Linked DNA regions of Zea mays: region 1 is linked to region 2. Evidence: chromatin contacts called from public Hi-C data. All regions are on one chromosome and are shown on one strand. Each heading gives the region's core, a stretch centred on a gene start, on an enhancer-like site or on the middle of the called end of the contact. The rest is flanking DNA. Distances are from core to core; before and after follow the strand shown. Region 1 holds the start of LOC100277645. Region 2 holds the start of LOC113687172 (glycine--tRNA ligase, mitochondrial).

Region 1 (7,663 bases), core at 1,104-3,603, 680 kb before region 2:
CTGTCCTGGGGCAAAGATCCTAGCTCCTCAAATACATTAGCATATTTGACTGACCCTACAATCTTTAATTATCTTAACGTGCCCTAACACCACCTACACATGGGACCATATTACACACATAGATTATGTTTGGATAAGGAAATAGTTTACTCATGAACGACACTAGCTATATATACTGGAAGCTGATCCTCCCATAAGTGGGACAAAAATTGCGCGAATATTATATATGTAGCACTTGAATTGGAACTTGGAAGCATGCCGTTGCTGCGCGCGCCGTGTAGCCACAGAAGGATTTGATTCCTGCGTGCTTGGTCGCAATAACCAATAATACGTATAGTTATGTAATGCAAGTGCTTTAGGGATCATGCCTTTCGTCATCATCTCATCGTGTATGCGCACCCCACACCACACCGACCACCCCCACGCAAGGGGCAGGTGGATTAGCCTAGGCGCGCGCGTAGCCATCCATAACACTAGAGGCGGTCCAAAGGCATCCATTGGGCACGCATGCATGTATCCCTATGCGGGGTTTTTTTTTAAAAAAAAAAGTTGTTTTCCCTTTCAATTCAAATGCAAGAACGAACACGATGGATGATGAGCTAGCCCTACCCACCACCTGTGTATGTACATGTATCATGTATATATGTGTGCTTCCACGCTCCACGCCACCACTAACTATGAGATTGTGGACCATGCTAGCTGCTCTCCTATATATTTATCCTCCATATGCATGATCCTCTCCTCTCCTCTCCTCTCCTCTGACTGACGATGACATGACGCCGCTCCTATGCCTTGCGTAAGGATGATGGCTTGCTGATGCCCATGCCCCATAAAACGAGCTATGCATTAGAGATACCCAAACGGGCGGCCCGGCCCGGCACGGGCCCGTCAGGCCCGACGGTTAATCGGGCCGTGCCCGGCCGGCCTGGTGGTCGTGCCGGGCCGGCCCGTTTAACGGGTCACGTTCTCCCATTAATTCAAGGAAATAGCAAAAAAACTGCGTTTTTGTGAGGATTTGAACCCGCGATCTCACTCTATGAGGCTGAAACGCTTAACTGAAGGAAACTAACCAGTATAACTCGAGTGCGTTTGTTGTAAATAGCTAATATAAAATGTAAATATATATATACTATGTTTTATAAAATAAAAAATATATAATCGTGCCGGGCCGGGCCGGCACTGCGGGCCGAGACAGCGGCTCAAGCACGGTACGGTTCTCGTACCGGGCCAGGCCCGGCACTATTAAACGGGCCGTGCTTCGGGCCGGCCCGTTAGGCACGGCCCATTTGGCCATCTATACTATGCATGGCTAATATAATGACAACATTATGCATCGCCGGTGCTGTTGAGCATACGCTCGCTTGCTTAAATTAGCCGTAGATCACTAACAAATTCGACTTAACTACTGGTATCACTTGGAAATGGCAAGATATATGCAAATATAAATAGAAAAAAAGCCCCCCTGTCCCTCCCAATATTCAGATGAGATGATGATTTGTTCTATAGATAATGATGGGTACACCTGAGGCCTACAGGTAAAGCAAAGGCCTCAAAGAATATCACATATAGTGGCCTTCTTTAGTTTATTATTGCATGATTCTCTGTCGCCCTTTATTTTGGATAATTAGTATAACTAACTAAGATTACGATGATGCGTGATATATTGTGTTTTATTTCTTTATTTCTCTTTTTTTTAAAAAAAATTCAAGTTATTCCCTTCCCATGAAAGGCGAAAAGGGAAGTATCCAGTAGGAGCGGTTTTGACTAAATCTCCCTCTCTGGGTCCAATCCAAAGATGCATATTTTTTATCGAAACGGTAACGGTTGGGAACAACTACGTGTATATGCGCACAGCGCACTGCACACCCAGCCAATTTGAGACTTCGGAAGAACTTTTCATGGACTCGGCTTATGTTATACAACAATGTGAAAAAATACACTCAAAGTTTATTCGAATACATTTTCTTACATAATTAAAATGGTTAAGAGTTTTTTGTTTATAAAGGTTGCTCTAGTCCTGAAAAGGAGTGGCCCAGTACAAATGGCAAAGAAAGGAGCTCCGGTGCTATCTGGGTTTTTTTTTCTTTCTTTCAAAGGCCCCATCTCTTAGCCCAATGTGCGGCCCAGACCAAACACGAGGACGAAGCAGCCCGTGCCATGAGAAACGCTGCCTGCCATCTCGCCGTGGCTCGTGGCTCGCTGTCTGTTCGCCGAGACATTTGTCAATTTTGTTATTATGATTTATGGATTTCGTAGCATGCCATCGAATACATAAATTATAGATAGATATATTCTCATCATCAATCATAGACACGAGAGACATAATAACATATTACCAACATTGAGAATGGCACCATCGCAAATTTCTCCTGTTCGCCACAACGGCAAACACCGCTCCAGCCGCCTTCGCTGCTGCTCGTGTGTCTCGTGGAAGCTCCGCGGCTGGACCATGGACCCGGACCTGGACCTCGACCTAGACATGGATATGGAGACGCTCGCCGGCGACAGCGGCGGCGAGGCCGAGCGCAACGAAGCCGCCGAGGCCGAGGCTGAGGTGGAGCGGTACGAGGCCGCCGAAGCCGAGGCCGACATCCTCCGCGACCGATTCCGCCTCGCCGTCATCAGCATCGCCACCGCCGAAGGTATGGTAGCATCCTCTCGCGCCTCCCTTCGTTATTGGGAGTTGAAGAGCCCGGAAAAAAGTTCATCGTCTTGGCATGCGGCATCTGCGCAGGAAAGAAGGCCGGAATGACGGTCGCCGACCCCGTTGTTTCCTGCATCGCCGACTTGGCGTTCAAGAGCGCAGGTCCTTCACCCAGCACCCTATCCTTCTGTAACCAGTAACCGCTTGTGCACGTTATTTCTCTTTGATTGGTTGCAAAGTGCTATCCTATTCTGAACCTCTTACGAGTACAATTTATCTCCACCTGTGAGTTGCCAAGTTGACTGCTCCAATAAAATTGGTTTCTGTGGGAAATCAAGTGCTTGGAGTAGACAGGAACTAGTTTCAGTATTTTGCACAGTATGGTTCTTGAAACGAAGAAATGTGCTGAAAGACGAGCGATTCAGTTACATTAAGTTAGCACGCGTTTAGTAGAATATATGCTTGGTGCTGGAGAAAACACGAATGACCAATTATGGGTGCCTGCAACTTTTGATCTCCATCAGGCTTTGATTTGTAAAGGTTGTCATACTTGTGTTAGAGCTCATCATCCCATTTTTTTGTGGAGATAAACCGACAGGATAGTAATTCCTTATAACAATAGTCCACTGGGTTTTGATACTACAACCAAAGAGTTAGTAGTCAGTAGTCACATTCTTCTAAGTTTGTCTACATTCTTAGTCACATTCTTCTAAGTTTGTCTACATCCCAGCATGGCCTACGCGCATGCCCGTGGCAGCATGGCAGTTGCCTGTGCGCGCTTGCCCAACGTGGCGATGGCAAGAATGGCCAGTGTGAGCCCACAAAAGGGGGAAGGAAAGGGGATGAAGAAAAATGCTGCTTGCTCCCATCTATTTGAGGGATTGAGAAAAAAATTAGGAAAAGCTGGAAAGGGGATTGAGAAAGGAGATATGCTGAAGCTGTCTTTTTCATCTCATTCCCTTATATGATAGCTTTTAGGGAAAGGGGGTTGTTTTTCTCAACCTAGTAGAGTTGAAGTTCAGTGACGTCAAAACTTATCGAAGGTCGCCCCACATTATGTCTGCTAAGTGCAAGCTTCACAAATCATACATTCATACTGTTGGAGTGACCCAATATATCCTGGTAGAAAGCAACTGTTGAGCACATAGATCTTGTATCTTAGACCTCTTGCGGAGATTTTTTTTTTTTTTTTGCATTGCCACAAATTAGCGAGCGAATAACTATAGTGATTAGAGATTGTGAAGTAGATGCATTGTGCGTTAGTTGAAAAGCAACAATAGTCAAGCATGGCACTTACTGTACTAGCTAGTAGCTATTGTAAATTGCACGCTTCCAATCCTCTTTTGAGGGAGAGGGAGGGAGGGAGGCTTTGGATCTACATAGATTTGTGTCTGTGAGAACATTATGTATGAATGTTCCATTTGACATCTTCCGTGCAATGTCCAGAGCAGCTAGCAAAGGATGCAGAGTTGTTTGCACAGCATGCCGGTCGCAAATCCGTCAGGATGGATGATGTCATACTCACAGGTACTTGTTTCTGCTGATTCTGTAATATTTGGCTTCTTAGAATTTAGAAGTGCATCTTCTTACAAATTTTTTTTGAACTACTTGTACCTGTATGCTGTACTCTCTCTTTTCCTAGTATTATGGTTAGTTGATGGATGTGCAGAAAGACCTCACTCATTTTGGCCCTCACAAGAAATAAAACTTTCACAGTTTGACACTTTGATCTTTGGTGTGCAAGTCCAGCTCACAGGAACGAGCATCTTATGGGCCTGCTGCGGACCTTCTCTCAGGAGCTGAAGGGAAAGGAGCCTGCCAGTGAGAGGAAGAGAAAGAAATCGTCCAAGAAGGATGAGACGGTGATCGAGGTCTGATTTCAGATCTGTCCTCTTTTTTTTTAGAGAGGAAGGCATGCATTTTTATCTCGCGAGGTCCTCCCGGCTTGTACAGCTTCCTTGTGTCGATACTATCTTCCATGTCATTTCGCAGAACTTTTCTTCTACGAACCCTTTCATCCTAGTCAGTTTTTCTAGTCAGTTATTGATGGTACTTGAGTTGAGCTTGCTTTCTCAACTGCACATAGCATTAGTACTGAGTCCAGGAGCTGTCCCTGTTCATGTGGAGTTGTGGACAGGAAAGATGAGCTCGCGGGCAGCGTGTCTCTTCTCTCAGTCCGTCGATAAAAGTTACATTCAACAATTGGTCCTTTTCTAATACTCTTTTCATTCTAATTTATAATTGGGTTTACTTTTTTTATCCCAAGTTTAATCAGCTCGTCTTATTTGAAAAGTTTCATAATTTTTACTGTAGTATCGCTTAACATAACATAGTATCGCTTAACATAACATATTTTAATTGTGTCTTAGAATTTTTCATTTTTTTACATAAAATATAAGCCGGTTAAACTTGATAAAAATAGGTAAACGAATTATAAATTGAGACGAAAAAAAGTATATCTTGTATTACTATCGATGGGAACATTGTTTATATACACATGCAAATTCTACCTCATTAGCATCTTTATAGGAGCTAAGAGAACCTCAAGACGAGATTGACGAAGTCACCGTAGGCATCTCAAGGCATGTTTGGAAGTGTTTTACTTTTAAAATTTTTAGCTTCGCTATTTTAGTTTCACCATAAAACAACTCCAACAAATTGCTAAGGTGGGTTTGAGCAATGTTTGGCTTGCACATAGAGTTCAACTTCTATAATACAATTGATTCGTGTGAGTTTTCTTAATTACACTTGATTAGTGATCTGTTATGAGAGAACTGAAGCGATATATCATGGTGGGTAATTTTCGTGCAACTTCATAGAGAGATATGAAACAGTGTTTGTGAATCACCCTTTGAGAAGCTTCGTGAATGAGCTTGTGAAATTAGACCTGTTTGTATGAAAGAAGCTAGAACGAATCTAAAACTTTTGAAGTGAAGCCCTTCCAAACAGCCTATACTGAAAGCACAAAGCTGTTAAATCCTAAAATATTCGCTCTTGCAAGAAGTTGCATTCAAGATTTAAGGTGCTACGAGCCTCTTGTGTAACCACTATCCTACAAACTATTTCGTATTAGACTATATATTGGTAAACACGTTCAAGTGGTGATAATGTTGTTTGCATGAGGATTTCCATAATTTGAACACACTAGTTTTGTTGGTAGTAGTGAGAGAGACTTATGTAAGCCGATTGATTTAGCTAATTCATTCGAGCCCATATAGAGCCTCAATTTGACATCTATATTAACAACGAGCCGACTTTAAATGTCTATATAGAAAACAATAGTTCTAGATATCATTTTTAGGTCATGTTTGAATGTAATAAAGCTAATAATTAGTTGGCTAAGAAGTTACTAGTAAAATTAGCTAACTACTAAATAGTTGACTAACTATTAGCTGATTTTATAAAAATAGTTAATAGCTGAACTATTAGCTGAGATGTTTGGATGTTTGCAGCTAATTTTAGTAGCTAATTATTAACTCTAGTAAGAGCAACTCCAAAAGAATATTCAAAACATTTCCCAAAAACTAATTATGGGAGGCGTACTAAAACTGATTAGGGGTGGAATAAAATGTTTACTCCAGCAGTTTGCCCAAAATAAAAAACTAAAACAAAATTAGGCCAACTTTTAATGCATGTAGCTAGCCCACATGAAGTTTAGAATAAGGTGTAGAATTGACTTAGGAAAATTTCATATTTTCTTTATTTCACTTAACCAACTTCTTAAGTTTTTCCCTAATACTTGGCCACCTCTTCTTAACTTGGGCCCACAACAAATTGGTAGATTAGATGTTAATTACCTTCCCTTTTATTTTGGTTCTAAGTAACATATATACACACACACACACATATATATACCAAGCAAATTCCACACTAGATTTGTCGGCGTTTCGAGACAGGGGGTCCCTAAGCCGACGAGTGAGTGTGCTGCGTGCCCCAGCCCAGATGGGTCGAGCGCGTGGGCGAGCGCGAAGGGGGGAGAGGCGAGGTGGCCGGAGCCGAGCGTGAGAGAGGTGGAAGTCCCGCGGCCTTCGTGTTCGTCCCGCGCCCAGGTCGGGTGCGCTTGCAGTAGGGGGGTTACAAGCGTCCACGCGGGTGAGGGAAGCGAGCGGCCCCAAGAGAGCGCCTGTCCCGTCCTCGGTCCCGCGCGGCCAACCTTCTCTAAGAAGGCCCTGGTCCTCCCTTTTATAGTCGTAAGGAGAGGATCCAGGTGTACAATGGGGGGTGTAGCAGAGTGCTACGTGTCTAGCGGAGAGAGAGCTAGCGCCCTAGGTACATGCCAATGTGGCAGCCGGAGAGGTCTTGGCACCTTGCTGGCGTGATGTCGTGGCTGTCGGAGGTGCGACGGAGCCTGGCGGAGGGACAGCTGTTAGAGCGGTCGAGTCCTTGCTGACGTCGCCCTGCTTCCGTAAGAGAGCTGGGGGCCGCCGTCGTCACAGAGCTTGTGGAGTGCCATCATTGCCCATCCGGCGGAGCTGGCCGGATGGGACGCCGGTCTTGTTCTCCGTAACCCGAGTCGATTCGGGGTAGGATGATGATGGCGCTTCCTGTTGACGTGGCGGGCCTGTGCCCTAGGCAGGGTGACGTGGGAGCTCCTCCGAAGCCGAGGTTGAGTCTGTCTTCTGTTGCCGAGGCCGAGTCCGAGCCATGGGGTCGGGCGAGGCGGAGGTCGTTCGGCCGAGGCCAGGGCGGAGTCCGAGCCCTGGGGTCGGGCGAGGCGGAGTTTCGTCGTCTTCCGGGTCTTAGCCCGAGTCCGAGCCCTGGGGTCGGGCGGAGCGGAGTTCGCCGTCTTCCGGGTCTTAGCCCGAGTCTGAGCCCTGGGGTCGGGCGGAGCGGAGTTCGCCGTCTTCCGGGTCTTAGCCCGAGTCCGAGCCCTGGGGTCGGGCGAGGCGGAGTTCGCCGTGGCGCCTTTGGCGAGGCCTGACTGCCTGTCAGATTCACTCTGTCGAGTGGCACCGCAGTCGGAGTGGCGCAGGCGGCGCTGTCCTTCTGTCAGACTGGTCAGTGGAGCGGTGGAGTGAC
Region 2 (7,446 bases), core at 3,825-6,324:
GTGTGCATGTATATGCAATATCTTAAGTCTCACCATAAGGTTGCACTAGTGGTGATGATTATAGAATCTCTAGATATTTGATTAATACCTCTTGTGGTGATGTCATAAGTTTGTCTTAAGTCATCTTAGTGAGGTATGAGTCAAACATGCTAACTTCTCTTGAATCTTGGCTTAAAATATTGCATATCATATCTATTAGTATACCTTTTTATTATGAGTAATTCCTTCAATTGGTACAATTTCACATTTTCATACTTTATCTGTACCAAGGTTCAAATTGTAGAACTTAATCCCCTGACCTCACAAGTCCAAGTGCATAAGCTAAACAAGTATTCATCACTTGTATGCACACATTTAGGGGGAGAATGGTCTATAATTTGAATCTTTGAGACTAACTTCATTTCCAAGTCTATTATGTGTGTAGTCTCAAATTAGAAAGGAATCTTCGGGCAAAGACAATCGCTTCCACTGCAAATTTTGATGGGTATCAAAAATTCTTTGCTCCAATAAATGTATCTTTTATACATTTTATAAGATAATGAGTTTATCTTGTATATGCTACTCCAAAATCATCTAAAACTGGTAAACATATATCATATTCTTTTGGATTGCAAATGTCTAAAGTAGCATAGCTTATAAATTCTCCTGTCTAGAACTTAATTGATTAAATAGTGCACATGTTTCTTATGTCGCATGATTATGTTCAATTTATACTCATTTTATGCTAATGGTACTTTAAATTACAAATAAGTACTCTCAACTGGTATCAATTGAATTCATATATATGTGCGCTCTAAAACTTGAGGAGAACTTAGTGTAATATGCTATTAGTGATCTGCTTATCTATCAAATTGTATCAATCGGTGTTTTTCAATTGATATTTTTCATACATGATCACTAGTTGTATAATCCATACTTGTGCAATTTTCATGCTGCCTCTTGTTATGATAAGAAAATGCTAGGTGACATCTAGACTCTAGGTATCAAGATTTATCTTTCAATTAGTATGACAATATTCATTTGATATCTTGGACCTATGTCATAATTATGCCAACAAGAGATTGCAAAATGAACTCTAAATACAACACAAGTGTGGAACACCCCTTTGAAAAGGTAAAACGCAAAGGTACATCACTTATGGCACTTCTCCATTACCTTTGTGCCATATAAGGACCCTTTTCATGATAGTGTGTTCAAATCTTGATTAATCATAATTTCTACCCTTTATATTCTTTATATTTTTTTTTGGAGATTTATGACAAAGGGGGAGAAATTTTGCATTAAAGCTTACCTTTAGTCTTATGTAACTAAGTGTTAGAAGACTTTAAAAAGGGGAGAAATAATTAAAAAAAAGGGGAAGTCATAAGAAAAACATAAGATGTAGAAAGTTGATGAGTGCATACTATGTTATGAGCATTACATTTATTTATGACACAAAGCATCCTATGAATAGTATGATATAAGTTGTCTTCACTCTTTGACCCAAATATGTGCTTTTGGCATTTGAGTACAAACTTGGTATTTTCTGAAATGCACATATTTAGGGGGAGGAAACTATATCATAGGATTCAAAATCTTATTTATCAAATCTTATGTAAGCTTTAAATGTGTTGTCATCAATCACCAAAAAGGGGGAGATTGAAAGTGCATTCATCCCTTTTGTGAGTTTTGGTGATTTGGATAACAACACATTTAAAGGTCTAACAAGTTTGTTAAGTGTTGAACAGGAAATTCAGTATGATGAACATACTTGAATAGTGTATAATGATCAGTGAACAATGTTCAACACAAGGTCAAATAACCAGTGAGACAATGCAAATGGATATAATATGGTCTCTATATTGGTTTGAATATATGGACAAGTCCTGAGAAATCACTATGCATAAATATGATCATAATAGAGGTTGAAGTGATTAAGAGGATTGGTCAAGCCAAAGTGAATAAGATATGAGGAATCGTGAATTGGCTTGACCATATTACTATTAGTCCATATATGAATATATGAGAATCAAACTAGAGCTTGATTGATCTTAGCAGTTATATCTAGATGACATTCAAGCAAGGTTCACAATATTGAAGAAATGATTCTCTCAATGGATGCTCAATAGGATGTGACTCAAGAATGGCTTGATATGGTGAAGATAGCAAGGAAAGGGCTTCGAGGAACTAAGCGAAGGTGAAGGCCAAGTGACGGCTTGTAGACCGAGGTACCATGGCTAAGGTGAAGAAGAGAGTACTTGCACTAAGTCGATGAACTAATCAGCTATGAAGAGTTACAACATGTTGATGCATCAGTAAGGTGACTTGAAGCCATGATTTGAACTCATATATGGTGAAATGGCACAAGTCACAGGCTCGATTTGTGTTTGCTTCAAAGGTGAGACAAAGATGTTTGTGATCCTTATGAAGCAACATCATGGAGAAATCACACTTGAGACACCAATGACTCAAGGAGTTTACTTAATTATATTTTATTTAACTTGAGTATAGGAATCGTCGTACTATCAAGGGGGATCCAAAAAGAAGGTTGGTGTTGGTACTAAAGCTCAAAATCCTTGATCTAAAACTTCCATTTTACCCTTGTTAATCCTTAGTGAAAGTATGTAGTACAACCTTTTTAAGTCTATCTTGGTCAAAATTGATTTTTGAAAAAACAGGTTCAACCGGTTTTAAAACAGGTTCAACCGGTTTTTGCACTGTTCACCTTTTTTCAAAATACTGGTTCAGCCGGACACTCAACCGGACACTCAACCGGTTTTTGTCTGGTGGAAACAGGTTCAACCGGTTTTAAAACAGGTTCAACCGGTTTTTGCACTGTTCACTTTTTTCTGCCAGTCTGCTGTGTCAGCCAAAAAGCTGTACGCAGCTTTTTGAAAACCGGTTCAACCGGTTTTGGGACCGGTTCAACCGGTTTTTGAGCAGAAAAGTCAAAAACGGCTAGTTTTGGAGCCCCACCTATATATACTCACTCCTACCTCTCTCCCCACAGGAGAGCACGCACAAAACTTCATTCCCAACCTGAGAAACACCTCCCACTCTCTCTCACACACCTCTTGCCTCTCCTATTTCAAATCTTTGGAGAGAAATCTTTGAGTGAGATTGAAGAGCTGCGATTTTGGTGCTTCATCTCTAAATCCTTCTTGCTCTTCTTCATTCGAGCTTTGGTACTACATCGAGTTCTTTGTGGATTCATTACTCTTGGAGCTTCTAGCTCCTAGACGACTAGGTGTCTCTTGTGAGTCTCCAAATCTTGTGGAAGACCACAAGAAAGTTTGTATTACCCGCTCGTTTGAGCAAAGATTAGTGTGTGGGCTTGACCTTTGTGGTCGGCAAAGGGAGGATTAGGGTTGAAAAAGACCCGGCTCTTTGTGGGCGCCTCAACGAGGAAGTAGGGCACCTTGGTGGTGTGACCGAACCTCGGGATAAATCTTGTGTCTCTTGTGTTCTTGTTCATTGTGCTTATTCGTGTTCTTCGTTCTCTCACCATTCCGTGAAAGATTTGTTTATATCTTTTTGGTGTGTGGATTTTGAGAAGTGCCCTTCTCAGATCTACTACTTTGAACCCTGTGGATCATTTAGAACATCTCATTTCCAAAGTTAACTGGGTGAATTTCGAGATCAATTCAGTTTTACCCAGTTTGCTTCTAGTTTTTGTTGAAAAAGTTTTAACTTGCCTATTCACCCCCCCCCCTCTAGGCAACTTTCATGGACGCAGCCGGTGCAGAGCTGGAGCGCCTCCTCCTCCGGCATCAGTTGCGTCACGACGACGTCCACGACCATGGGATCCTCAGCACCGGTACTGGCCCGTGCATCCACCATGTTGCGCGAGGGGGAGGGGGTAGTATTCTTGACAGCGCGGCGACAGGGGGCGCTGCACACAGCTCCCTCGATGTCCTCCTCCTCCTTGGTGGGCTCGGCGGCGGGACGCATCGAGTCATCGTCGTCGTACTCGACATCTGCACAGGACTTGGTGGTGAGCGACGCGGGAGCCCAGAATACCTCCTTCTGTGGTGGCGCTTGCTGCTGCGCGGCCTCTGCGTGCTTCTTCCTAGAGGACGGCCCGACTGCTCTATCCTTGTCGCCCTTCTTCTTCTTGAGGGACTCCTTCTTGAGGGATTCGAGCGCCATGAGCACGTTGCGGATGTCGAGCTTCACCTCCTCCGCCGCTCGTTCCCGCCTCCCCTCGCCCACCATGCTCCTCGATCGTCGCGGTGGGACCCCGGCGAGGCAAGGAGACCCGAGCAAACCCCGGATCTGCAGAGACGATGGGGGCAGTGGGTCTGGTGCGCAGAGAGTTGGCGGACGGGAGCGCTAAACGGGGTGTCGGGCGGGGCACGACATCCTACCTTGTTGGGGTGCGGCGACCTCTCCGCAGGCCAACCCGGCGGTTGTAGCGCGCGGGGACGAGGGGAGGGCTGGGGGAACGAGGTTCCGGGGGGCAGGGCAGGGATGACGCGACGAAGCTCGTGGAGGGGTACGAGGCAGGGTTTGGGGGAAGGGCAGAGATCTGGCGGCGGATGCGAAGGCGACTGTCACGGCGGTGGGGCGAGCAGGAGCATCGCGAGCGGAGGCGGGGGCACGAGGTGCAGGACAGGGTTTGGGGGAAGGGCAGGGATCTCGTGGCGGACGGAGGGCGCAGCGTCGCGAGGGCGGAGGAGGCGGGGGCAGAGGCACGAGCATCGCGGCGGCGGAGGCGAGGGCACGCGCGGGTATCGCGGGAGCGGGGCATGGGGAGGCGGAGGGAGCGCGACGGCAGAACCGTGCACTATAGTCGAATATGAACGCCTACGATACAAACATAAGGAGTAGTAAAGATAAAGATGTAGAGAGTTTTTTCCGATGACCCATGCCGCACTCACCAAAAATATCTGCGGGCCAGCGCGCGTGCACATTGGACAAGTGGACAACCGAGGTCACCGACTAGTGGGCCCCACACGTCAGCCCCTCGATCCGCTTCCCATCTGATGCTCGTGCTCCGCCGCGTCTCCTTCCTCCTCTCGTCGCCCTCCCCTCGCGCACCGCTCGCAAAACCTCTCCTGCTCCTACGCCCGCCCCAAACCCTAGCCCCGACAGCGCGGCAGCTCGTGGCTATGGCCGCGTCAGTCCCGTCGGCGGGTGGGGCGGGGACGATGAGCCGCGACGCGTTCCGCGCGGCCGTGACCAACACGCTGGAGCGCCGGCTCTTCTTCGTGCCCTCTTTCAAGATCTACGGCGGCGTCGCGGGGCTCTACGACTACGGACCCCCAGGTTGCGCTGTCAAAGCTAACGTCCTCGCATTCTGGCGCCAGGTACTGTACTACCTACTACTACACCCGCAGATGGATACTGAACTAGCTAGCTCTCTCAATACTTGGCACGTTCGAGGCAAAGGCGGCACATTTTTCAGTTTTGATTGATTCTGGATTGACGCGAAAGAGGGCAGCTACTGAAGTGCTGGGTGCTGGATTTTGATCTACTTGGCCTGGTCTCAAGTAGAAGGTTGACTGGGCCTTTGTTTGCGACAGTGTACCTTCGCTGTGCGGTGTTGGATTTGCACTTAGACATGTGGTGTGGTATGAATTGATTGATGAAATTGGGTACCTACCTTTTAGTGAAAGGGAAAGGCAGCTACTGGGTGCGCTAGCACCCAAAGGATGCTTGTTCTGCTGTGCTGATTGTATACCTTGGCAATTGCTCTGGTCATACTTCGTAAGCTTGATGACTAGGAGGCTACATTGGTTTCCTGGATTGTAGAAGATTAAGGTTCTCAGTTTCGCTATTTCAGGGGTCACATATTGAAAATTCTCAAGCTTATGCTCTATAAAATAATCAATTAAATCTAGTGGGTTGTGCTATTAGTAGGAATGGTGTGCTGCTTAGGATGCTCTCAAATGTCAATGCATATTGTGATTTTATTTGTCATATTTAGATTGCTGTCACTAAAGGAATGCACTATAAAATATTTAAGAGTAAACTTTACCAGCACTACATCTTTTCCAATAAAATTATCACAAACTGTGCCACCTCATAGACCTGCACATTTAAAGTCGATTGTACCATGAAACTACATATTCAAATCTATGTATCAGTGTCGTAAAATTGAATATTTGCTATCAAATATTATCACAAAACTGCATATTAACAGTTGATTGTATTTTGAAACCAGTACATGCCTCGGGCAGCTAAGTGCCTCTGCCCTAATCAGTGCCCCAGCCCCCGGGGCACAGAGTGCCAGTGTACCTAAATTCTTCATTAGTGCCCCAGGGCACAGGGGATTGGGGACTTAGCTCATTCTAGTTAGGGGCACCTCAGGACACCAGGAGCCTCTTTGATTCTTGCGGACAGGCTTTGGAACACCTGAACCCTGGGCAAAGTCATTCCAGTTGAGGGCGTCTCAGGGCACCAGGGGACTCGAGTATTAAGCCATCCTTGTGGTTTGGTTCCGTAAGTGTGGGAGTGCTTTGGGGCCCCAAGGGCCTTGGGACCCTTGGTCGCTCTTAACTGGACTTGGTGGTATACATGTCATTCTTTGCATTGCTTCGAGATCAAGTTGATCGGTGGGTTAAGCCCCTTCCTTGGCCGGAGCCAGGGTAGGCTCCATGGCATGAGGCCCCGGGAGCGGTGTTCCCGTTAGTTGGGGCCCCACGGTAACTTCCTTTAACGGGACTCTTGAATGCGTTTTGGCAGCATCCGGGGGTATATTGGATGCGCAGGAGTAACATATATTTCCTAAACTATGACATGGGACATGCGGCAAAGTATCCTTCATGTAATTTGTTAGCCAAATGTATATTGGATGCGCAGGAGTGAAAACCACCTTGCTTTGAAAAGATGAAATTTGTTGCCAGGAGTATTTTATTGCAGGTAGTAACAAAAACTTCTGTAAAAAACACTGCTTGCAATAAGATCAAACTATGTTTGCAACCGTAAGTTCTCAACTTCTTGAAAGTTACCAGTGCCTGCATGTATTAGCTATACTGTCTTCAGTGCATCATGAGAGTATACTATAGATCACTGCTTACTATCTACTCAACTCCTTTATTAGCATTTTGTATTGGAGGAAGGGATGCTTGAGGTTGACTGTCCATGTGTGACGCCAGAAGTTGTCTTGAAAGCCTCTGGACATGTTGATAAATTTACAGACTTAATGGTTAAAGATGAAAAGACAGGCAACTGCTACCGTGCGGATCATTTGCTGAAGGACTTCTGTAAGGATAAGCTTGAGAAAGATCACACATTGTCACCAGAGATGGCAGAAGAATACAATAGAGTTCTTGCTATCCTGGATGATCTCACTGCAGAACAATTGGGTGCTAAGATTAGGGAGTATAAGATTGTTGCTCCAGACACCAAGAACTCATTATCAGATCCATACCCTTTTAATCTCATGTTTCAAACTTCCATTGGACCATCAGGTTTGAGCCCAGGGTAAGACAATAACGGCTGAATAAATTTCAGTATATTTCC

The links. A called contact is a pair of places that touch in the nucleus more often than the background predicts.
Region 1: a Hi-C map of tassel shows a contact between it and region 2, with 7 times the contacts expected there. The contact joins the promoter of LOC100277645 here to the promoter of LOC113687172 in region 2. A contact is called at or near these places in 9 of 25 Hi-C or Micro-C datasets (bundle sheath, ear, endosperm and 3 more).

The regions. Positions count from the first base shown.
Region 1 is chr2:65,754,339-65,762,001 of Zm-B73-REFERENCE-NAM-5.0, reverse strand. It overlaps LOC100277645, which reads left to right and starts at 2,353. Exons shown (of 4, transcript NM_001374032.1): 1 at 2,353-2,642; 2 at 2,735-2,806; 3 at 4,091-4,171; 4 at 4,394-4,825. The coding sequence starts at 2,450. The coding sequence ends at 4,521.
Region 2 is chr2:65,077,117-65,084,562 of Zm-B73-REFERENCE-NAM-5.0, reverse strand. It overlaps LOC113687172 (glycine--tRNA ligase, mitochondrial), which reads left to right and starts at 5,074. Exons shown (of 9, transcript NM_001367480.1): 1 at 5,074-5,288; 2 at 7,025-7,407. The coding sequence starts at 5,091.